2 separate regions of the Mus musculus genome follow, and region 1 is linked to region 2. The links are chromatin contacts, called in public HiChIP or PLAC-seq maps. All regions are on one chromosome and are shown on one strand. The core of a region is the stretch at or near the end of the contact, and the rest is flanking DNA. Distances in the headings are between cores, read along the strand shown. Region 1 has its middle 16 kb from the start of Ago2. Region 2 holds the start of Chrac1 (chromatin accessibility complex 1).

What was found. HiChIP or PLAC-seq counts read pairs in DNA pulled down with a chosen protein or histone mark.
Region 1: an H3K4me3 HiChIP or PLAC-seq map of neural progenitor cells shows a contact between it and region 2, with 4 times the contacts expected there. The contact joins the enhancer-like site here to the promoter of Chrac1 in region 2. A contact is called at or near these places in 1 of 39 promoter capture datasets (macrophages), 1 of 15 datasets of contacts at CTCF or cohesin (the NIH/3T3 cell line), 1 of 484 Hi-C or Micro-C datasets (bone marrow-derived macrophages), 17 of 115 datasets of contacts at active chromatin or transcription factors (the 230-238 cell line, the SCID.adh cell line, bone marrow-derived macrophages and 13 more) and 4 of 9 other capture datasets (adipose tissue, liver, macrophages and 1 more).

The regions. Positions count from the first base shown.
Region 1 is chr15:73,198,461-73,203,492 of GRCm38.p6, forward strand. No RefSeq gene overlaps it. Among named protein-coding and RNA genes, the nearest start is that of Ago2, 16 kb to the left of the region's middle. Within about 2 kb of position 3,676, at least 28 of the 459 cell types and tissues checked have an H3K27ac peak or open chromatin away from gene starts, as enhancers often do. A contact at or near this core is called in epiblast stem cells, neural progenitor cells and stem cell-derived neural progenitor cells, where this site is marked.
Region 2 is chr15:73,086,829-73,091,807 of GRCm38.p6, forward strand. Chrac1 (chromatin accessibility complex 1) reads left to right here and starts at 3,584. Exons shown (of 3, transcript NM_053068.3): 1 at 3,584-3,755. The coding sequence starts at 3,609.

The DNA.
Region 1 (5,032 bases), core at 2,426-4,925, 110 kb after region 2:
TGAAAAATGGGCCAAGACAGAAATTAAGAAAGAAATCAAAGACAGTTTAGAACTGAATGAAAATGAATACATAACATACCCAAACTTATGAGAGACAATGGGGGATGGAGAAATGACTCAATGGTTAAGAGCACTGACTGCTCTTCCAAAGGTCCTGAGTTCAATTCCCAGCAACCACATGGTGGCTCACAACTACCTGTAATGGGATCCGATGCCCTCTTCTGGTGTTCCTGAAGACAGCTACAGTGTATTCACATATATAAAATAAACAAATCTTTAAAAACAAAAAACAAACAAACAAAAACAAAAAAAGTCTCCCAACCAAGAAAAGGGGGGGGGGGGGTGTGCAGTACCAGATGGTTTGAGCACAGAACATTACCAGACTTATGAAGAAAGAAGAGTTAATGCCAATATTCTTCAAATTATTTCACAAAATAAAAATACAATAAACATTGCCCAGTTCATTTTACTAGTTCACAGTTATCCTGATACCCAAACCATGTAGAGATCCAACAAAGAAACATAATTTCAGGCCAATTTTCTTATGAACATAGATGCAAAAATACATGCAAACCAAATCTAAGGACACATCAAAAGATCACCCACCATGATACAGTAGGCCTTATCCCAGAGATATTAGGGTGCTGTTTAACATATATAAAGAGATAAATGTAATTCACCATATAAACAAACTAAAAGATAAAAACCATATGACCATTTCATTAGACACAGAAAAGGTCTTTGACAAATCCAATAGCCTTCATGATAAAAGTCCTGGGAGATTGGGGATACAAGGGTCACAACTCAATATAGTAAAGACAGTTTACAACAAGCCCATAACCAACATCAACTTAAGGGGAGATAAACTCAAAGCAATATTAATGAAATCAGGACAAGACAAGATTGCCCACTGTCTTCACACCTATTCAATATAGTACTAGAAGTCTTACCTAGAACAGTAAGACAACTGAAGGAGATCAAGGAGATACAAACTAGAAAGGAAGAAGTCAAAGTATCTTTATTTATAGTGATATAATTATATATATAAGTGTATAAAAATATCATTGGAAAACTCCTTCAGTTGATAAGCACTTTCAGCAAAGTCACTGGATACAAAATTAACTCATAAAACAAATGTATACAAATGACAAACAAACTGAGAAAAAAATCAGGGAAAAAACACCTTTCACAGTAGCCTCAAATATAAAATATCTTGGTGTAACTCAAACCAAGAAAGTGAAAGGCTTGTAGGGCTGAAAACCTCAAGTTGCTGGGCTGTCGTGGTACACACCTTTAATTCCAGCACTCAGGAGGGAGGCCGAGGAGTCAGGCAAATCTCTGTGAGTCCAGGCCAACCTGGTCTTCAGAGCAACCAAATTGACCAGATAGATGATACACACACACACACACACACACACACACACACACACACACACACACACAGCGACAGCTCATGCTGACAAAGATGCAGAGTATAGCAAGGACTATACAGAGAAGGCCTGTCTCAGAAAAAAAAAAAAAAAAAAAAAAAAAGCAGGCAGGCAAGCAAACAAGTGACAACTCATGGTGGCAAAGATGTGGAATATGGGGAACATTTATCCATTCCTGGTAGGAGTGCAAACTTGTATAGCCACTATGGAAATCAGTGTGGTGGTTTCTCAAAATGAGAATTGATCTACCTCATGATCCAGCTATACCACTCTTGGGCATATTCCCAAAGGATGCTTCATCCTACCTCACAAGACACTTGCTCAACTATAATCATTATTGCTCTATTCATAAAAGCAAAAAATTGGAAACAACCTAAATATTCCTTAATAGAAGAATGGGTAAAAAATGTGGTACATTTACAAAATGCAATATTACTTAGCCATTAAAAAATAACATCATAAAATTTGCTGGCAAACGGATGGAACTAGAAAAAAAAATCCTGAGATAACGCAGACCCAAATAAATATGGTATGTATTCACTTATATGTAAATATTAGCTGTTCAATAATAACTAAGATACAATCTATAGAACCACAGAAGTTAGGTATAGAGTAAGGAACTAAGGGGACAAGTAGATCTCATTAGGACAGAGAAATATAATAGTTATGGATAAATGGATGGATGGATGGATGGATGGATGAATGGATGGATGGATGAATGGATAAATGGATGGATGGATGGATGGATGGATTGGTGGGAGGCTGGAATAGGAGGATCAAGTGGGTAGCAGGAGAGGAGATGGACATGAGGAGGAACACAGGTGGAAATATACATAAATTGAGGCCATTTGAAGGATAGTATGGAAACCTAGTACAGTATAAGATTCCTAACACATATACATACACAAAGATGATCTAAATGAAATTGCCAAAAAATGGGGGAGACAGAGCCCCAACTGGCCACCAAATGAAGCTTCCAGTACTGGGACTGCTTATATCCAATTGAGTTGCTGGCTAAAGGGCTACCATGGGAATTTCCAAACAATTCAGGCTATTGCTAAGACTATAGGTTGCTCTCTACAAACTGCCAGCAAGGTGTTGATGACAACACCTAGACACCTCATTGAACATAGAGAAGTCAAGTTGGTGTCTACATAGAGCCTTTACCCCGTTCTAGTGTTTCTGGTACTCTGCATACCACCAAAAGAAAAACGTAATCACCAAGTCAGCCATAAACTCTGTGATCACAAGACATGCTAGGGCAATGGTGGCACAAAGCTTGTGGGAGTTACTAACCAATATCTAATTTGACTTAAGGCCCACTTAACATGGAACCATACTCAACACTGCTTGGGTAGCCAAGAACCTGTGACCAGATAGCTCAGAGACCTAGGATAAAACCAACTACTAGTGTTCTAAAACAAAACACAAAGCAATGAAATGAGTCATAGTGACACAGCTATACTCAGATACAAGTGCCTTTCTTGCTCAGCCATCATTAGAGCTTTCTCCTGCAGCAGATGGGAACAAAAATGGAGACCCAGAGACAGACACTGGGGAGTGAGACCTTCAAAACAATCTCATTTAGAGTCAAGTGTTCCATCAAATCCTTCCCCTCAGGACTCAGGAAACTCAATGAAAGGAGATGAGAGTATAAGAGCCAGAGGGAATGGAAGATAACCAAGAAAACAAGGCCTCATCAACGTAAGTGAAGCTCATATGAGCTCAGAGAGACTGAGGTAGCATGCACTGGGCCTGTACGTGTCTGTGTCAGGTCTTCTATGTATACATTATGGCTTCCAGATTAGTGGTTTTTATGGAATTCCTGAGTGTGCAAATGAGTGGGTCTGATTCTTGTGCCTTCTCTTGGGCTGCTGGTTTATCTTCTACAACTCAGATGTGATAGTTTTTCGTTTTATTTTATATTTTATTTTGTTATATCAAAGGAAGAAGAAGAAAAAGAGGAGGAGGGGGACAAAGAGTAGGCAGGGGGAGAAAGAGGAAGAAGAGGAGGGGGGAGAGGAGGTGTAGAAGGAGGTGGGTGAGGAGGAGTAGGAGGGGGGGAGAAGGAATGCCCTATAGCTAGGTATGGTTAGCTCACATCTGTAAGCTTCACCACTCTGAAGGTTAAAAAGTGCTAATGAAGGCTAAGAAAAAGAAGGGGAAAACCCTCATTGCATAAGAACAAGTCAGCAAACAAAACAACACAGCCACCATTCAGGAAGGCAGTGAAGTCCAGAATACAAATTAGAAAGCTCGCCAACTTGAGCTTTCCTTTCTCTTGACTGGGTGGCAAGGCAAGTGGTTTGCCTTCATAGGTCGCTGCTGTCTTGGCAGGCAGGCAGGCAGGCGGGATCAGGGAGACTCATCTGAAGACTTGAGGGTCGGATGAACTTTCCACCTGTCCATACAGCTCAGAATCCAGAACCATTTGGTGAGGGTTTTGAGGGGCTTCCGCAGGGCACTGCCAGCTCCTTGTTCCACATCTGTCCTCTGGCCAGTCACCTGCCTCCCGGATCTCACAGCCAAGGTGTCTCTCTTCAGGGTATATGGTTTGATACTCACCTGTGACTGTTAGAAGAAAATCAAGGGAGCAGTGGAAGTTGGAATGAGGCAAAGGTGCTAAATGTGGTGAACCCTCACCCTGCTGCAGCCCGAGAGCTCAGCTCAACTCTTGTTTCCTTGGCTTATGTGGCAGCATCTAGAGCATTGAAGGTCAGAAGGACAGAGTCTAGCCTCTGAGGGATGAAGTGAAGGACACCCTCTTTTATGCATGCTATATAAACATCCCTATGGAGACTCACCCCTAGCTCATGATTGATGTCTTAAAGAATGGACTCCGCAGAAGTAACAGAGCAAAAGACTGGCAATTCCTAGTCCGTTTTCCAGATGACCTAAATGCCATATGTCCAGAAAGGAACAAGGGTTTGCTCTTGGGAGTTCCATGTTTTCCTGAGCATTTGCTCCACACTCCCCGGGGCTGTGTCACTAGCTGCCTTTTCCCAGGCCCAGTTTTGTTTGGTCTGGCTTTGTGGCTCAGATCAGGAAAAGCCTAGCAATTCCCTTAAAGTGATGCATGTACAGACAGCTTCCTAGTCTGGATAGACAGACTATTATCAGATACTGAAGACATCCAAAGGGAATTCTTTCTCAAATTTATGGCTTTTCCTTAATGGCTGACTGTGTGTGTGCGTGCGTGCATGCGTGTGTGTCTATACTTAAATATACAAGTATAACACGTGCAGGCGTTCAGTTTTTTTGTTTTTGTTTTTTGAGACAGGGTTTCTCTGTATAGCCTTGGCTGTCCTGGAACTCACTCTGTAGACCAGGCTGGTCTCGAACTCAGAAATCCGCCTGCCTCTGCCTCCCAAGTGCTGGGATTAAAGGTGTGTGCCACCACTGCCTGGCATGTTCAGTTTTTAAGTTAACTTGCAGGAATATTTTCTCCTTGCAGGACTATTTCTCCTGCTCTCAGCATTCCTTGGTTACCTGAAATTCTCTGTTTAGAGTTGAGGCCTTGTGGTCTTCCCTCTATCCATGTTGGTAAGTCCACTGATGCCATCCTTGCTCAGGTAGCCATGTTAGTGACTTCATGTGTGTAG
Region 2 (4,979 bases), core at 2,334-4,833:
GGGACTCCGCATAGGGCGGACCTTGAAGCCGACTGCCCTGAGGCCAATCAGCAAACTGGCCTTCGCCAGCCGCTTTTGGCTTTTTTCTTGACCAATTAGCTGGCTGGTAATGGGCTGCTTCTTCCTCCCAGTCTGTTTCCTCAGAGGAGGATTCTTCACCTGCTTCAGAGCTACTAAGAGCTGGCTTCCTGAGCCCATCCAGCGATGAGCACAGGCTCCTTTTCCTAGAGACCTCCGCTAATTGATCTTTCTTCTTTTCCCTTTTTCCTCTTTTTCTTCTAATCTCTCTCCAGGTATTCCTACCTAACCTTAACTTTTCCTCGGGTTCAAGACCCTTGGAAAGGCCTGTATACTTATTTTGTGTACCATATTTCCTCTTTGTTCCTACTCTCTCTCCCCACTTTACTTCTGATAGCTTGTCCTGAATTTCATCTAGAATCCTCCCTGCCTTAACCACTTGATAACATGTGAAAAGGAACAAAAGGGCTTCTAACACTAGAAAAAATTCAAGGCCAAACATTTTCCACTTTACTTCTGATAGACTGTCTTGAATTTCGTTAGAAAGTTCAAGATCAGACTTACCTCGTAAAGCTGTACTCACTGGTACTCTCGTTCCCCAGCTGAAAAGTTCTGAATTCATACAGTTGAATCCTTCTTAACAGTCTGCTTTACGGGAACCTTTATTACCGCGACCCGCAGTTCTGGTTCTGGAATGAGGGATCTTCCTTGCGCCAGTCCCGAGTTTTTTCTCGTCCCGGAATTCGGCACCAATTGTTATTAGAGGCGTTCTCACGACCGGCCAGGAAGAACACCACAGACCAGAATCTTCTGCGGCAAAGCTTTATTTCTTACATCTTCAGGAGCCAGGGTGCAGGAAGCAAGAGAGCAAGAAGCAAGAGAGAGAGAAAACGAAACCCCGTCCCTCTTAAGGAGCATTCTCCTTCGCCTCGGACGTGTCACTCCCTGATTGGCTGCAGCCCATCGGCCGAGTTGACGTCACGGGGAAGGCAGAGCACAAGTAGTCATAAGATACCCTTGGCACATGCGCAGATTATTTGTTTACCACTTAGAACACAGCTGTCAGCGCCATCTTGTAACGGCGAATGTGGGCGCGGCTCCCAACATTCCCTCATCCCTGCTCTTTGGGAATTCTCATTTCTCTGAACTCTCTAGACATCTTCCTGATTCCATCTCCTCCCGTCCTGAATCCAAACCCACTCAAAACAAACTGTACAAAAACAATCAGTTAAAGAGACAAGCCAAAACAAAAACCCTTGAGGGGCAATTGCACAGCATTTCTTTAGTTTTCTGGCCATGTCCTGTGCTTGCTGCTGGTTAAAATTTAATTTATAAGGTACCAGGTGGTGATAGGGTCAATGTCACATGCCTTTTAATCCCAGTCTTCAGGAGACAGAGGCAGGTGGATCTCCGTGAGTTCAACACCCGCCTGGTCTAGAGCTAGTTCCAGGACAGCCAAGGCTATGTGAAGAAACCCTGTCTTAGAAAACAACAAAAAAGAAAGAAGACAGATTGCAAAATAGGGAAACTTTATTCAAAGCAAAGCAATACAGATTAGGAGTGTGTGGTCAAGAAAACAGTGGGTCACATCAGTGAAGATACTCAGGGGCCTCACATTATTATTGCCCTAGCTTCAGAGATCTGAAGGGAGGGGAGCTAGTTACTAAGGGGGTATAGTTTGGGTGATTCACTATTTTGACAGATTACAACTTTTCTACCTTACATGCCCTCCAATAATGTTTGATTTTTAACTGCATGCACACCCAGTTGCAACTAGGCAATAAGATGGTAAAATGGGTTTTCCTAAGAGTTCACTTTAAGGACAGTTTGCTTTATTATGCATGCACTCCAAACTAGTTCTGGCTGGCCTCCTTCTCCTTTCATTACTAGAACACAACCAAATAGAATCTAAGTTTATACCAACTAAGTGGAGGAGAAACATTCCAGTGTTCAGAGCGGTGTGTGTTTGTGTGCCAATCCTCCCGTGCATGATGGGGAGAGTGGTACCATAGGCTATTAGTGGCATTGTTCAGAAGTGTGCACAGCCCAAGCCTAGTGGCATCCTAGCTTCCTAAAACAGTCCTATGCTTGTCTGCCTCACTTGGGTGAAAGGAAGCATGTGAAAGGCAGGCAAAACTCATCTTGTCTAACGGCTTTCCTTTGCTGCAGATCTGAGAACAAACATCACTTCTCAGAGGCCAGCTTACCAGTTATGACACTTCCCACTGGAAATGGTATTCTTTCCCCAGACATCTGGGTGAACATAGCCTTATTGAGAGCACGCAGCTAGCTTGCTCACCAACTGTGCCTTCGTGCCTGACACTAACACTGGATATAAGTTCTACATCTATGGTCTCAAACAACCTGGGATACAAAGTATTCAGGAAAAAAAACAAAACAAAACAAAACAAAACCCATCCCTGCTGACTGGACATGTAGAAATCTCTCATCATTGTTCCCTAACAGTCCAGCAACTACTCATATGGCATTCACGAAGCACTTAATCAAGAAGACATGGGTATTGTATGAGAATGTGCCTAGGCGTTATGCAGTTGTCGTCTTTTGTATTTAAGACTTTTCTGTCGGGCGTGGTGGCGCACACACTCCGGAGGCAGAGGCAGGGGGATTTCTGAGTTCGAGGCCAGCCTGGTCTACAAAGTGAGTTCCAGGACAGTCAGGGCCATACAGAGAAACCCTGTCTCAAAAAACCACACACACACACACAAAAAAAAAAAAAAAAAAAAAAAAAAGACTTTTCAGCATGTACAATTTCAGTATGTGTGGGGATCTTAGAACCAATCCCCCAATAGATACTGAGGGACAGTTGTATCTTATGTTTATTGGACTAGGATATACTACGGTAATGACGACACTAAAACCAAACATGATCCAATCTATAAAACCCTGCCGATTTAGTTCCTCCAACTATATTTAGTGCCATCTTAGGAGTTTTTGTTCTCTTCAGACCACATCAACTTTACTCTCCCAAGTTTACTCCACAGCTCATCTAAGCAAAAGTCCACGGTCTCACGGTTTCATCTGCCGTGGAGTCCCACTTTCTGATATTCTTGGACGCTCCCTCCAGACCACTTGATAGGATGTTTCTAATAGTCTTCATTCTAAAGTCATGGCCCATCTTCTTCAACAAGACCTTGTGTGGCCAGGCTGGCTAGAACTCTTGGTGATCCTTTTGGCATTGTGGTGGGATTACAGAAGACTCTAGGACCATTCAGTTCACCTGTCTGCTTAGCAGGCTAATCCCCATACGCCTCAAGAAAGACATGGGTAGTGGCCGCCTTTCCTCCCTATTCCTCTGGCCAAACTGTTGCCATGGTTCGTTTGATTCCCTCCAGAACATGACCTCCTAAGACATCTCTCCAGTTTTTGAAAGGACAAATCTGTGCAGCTCGGGACTGCCCGAGCAAGCACTCGGACGCCTGAGAGCGCTTCTTCCGGGAGACTGCCCCGGCGTTTCCGAGAGGGATTTTCCCGGGCGCCGGCTCCCAGGCTTTCGGGCCACCGCGCTCCACAGCGTCTGCGCAGGCGCGGCCGCGCGAAGCATCACGGGCCGCCCGGGACGGACGCGGAAGATGGCGGACGCGGCCGTGGGGAAGGAAAAGTGCGGGGACCAGCGGCTCGTGTCATTGCCCCTGTCCCGCATCCGAGTCATCATGAAGAGCTCTCCCGAGGTGTCGAGCATCAACCAGGAGGCGCTGGTGCTCACGGCCAAGGCCACGGTGAGCGGCCGGCGGGGCGACGAGAGGGGCGGGCGCGGGCACCAACCGCCCCTCGGGCTCCGCACACACGCGCCTTGGCCTTTGGCTGCCCTGCGGGGGCCGCGCGGCGCCTCTTTCTCTTGCGTCTGCGCGCTACACACCTCCTCCTCCCCTCCCGCGGGCTCAGCTCCGCCCACTGCGCCGCTTTCGCTCTGCAGGATCGTCTGGCTCCCAGCGTCCTCTGCGCCCCGCCTCCCGCGTCACTCCCCGCTGGGCCTCGCGCACGCGTAGTTAAGGGTTCGGCTGCGTGCGCGAGTTGAGGCGGGTCTATGTCGTGCGGGAGGTCGGGCTGACTCTGACTTCCCCCAGGAAGATGCGGGAAGGTTCTCCAAGCTTCCAGGACGGCTTGCAAGGCTGTCTAGGGCTCTTCAGCCCTCAGGACTCTGGAGGTAGTCAGAGTTTACGCAGACATCCGCTGTCACAAGTTAAATTATAACCGCATAGTCCCCTCCCAACACACATCGCTTTGTCTTCTTATTTTGTTCTATATTTCCAGCCATCTCTCAGTATGTTTTCCCTATCCTGGAGCTCTGTAAACCACCAGAATTACCTTGAACTCGAAAGAGATCTGCTTGTCTCAGCCTACCAAGTGTTGCTGGGGTTTAAGGCTTGTGCCACCACACCCTGCCACCTTGGTCTTGGCCCTTCTGAGTACGGCGATTAAAATTTCCTGACCCCACTCCTGGTTTAAAGTTTGGTTTCGATAGTGGTAGGCCGGGAACCTTATTGTTCTGAGACCCAGCCATGACTATTGGCTCTACCTTCTTTTCCAGCCTCTGCTTCTAGAACTTCATTCAGTGCGTGGCATTTTTTTTTTTTTTTTTTTTTTTTTACAATATTTTGGACTAGGGACAAAGGTACAAATCTTGTGACTGCAATAGAGTCAACCTTAAGTAGATCCTGATAAAATAACAATAGTTCCCCAGTATCTTTGGATTGGTCCTCCAAAGCCAAATACAAATCTTAGGATAACAAGCCCCTTTTAGACAGTGGTGTATATTTACATGTAAACTATACATGTCTCATTTCTAAATCATCTTAAGATCATGGTGGTGGCTGGGCAATGGTGGCGCATGACTTTGATCCCAGCACTTGGGAGGCAGAGGCAGGCGGATTTCTGAGTTCAAGGCCAGCCTGGTCTACAGAGTGAGTTCCAGGACAGCCAGGGCTACACAGAGAAACCCT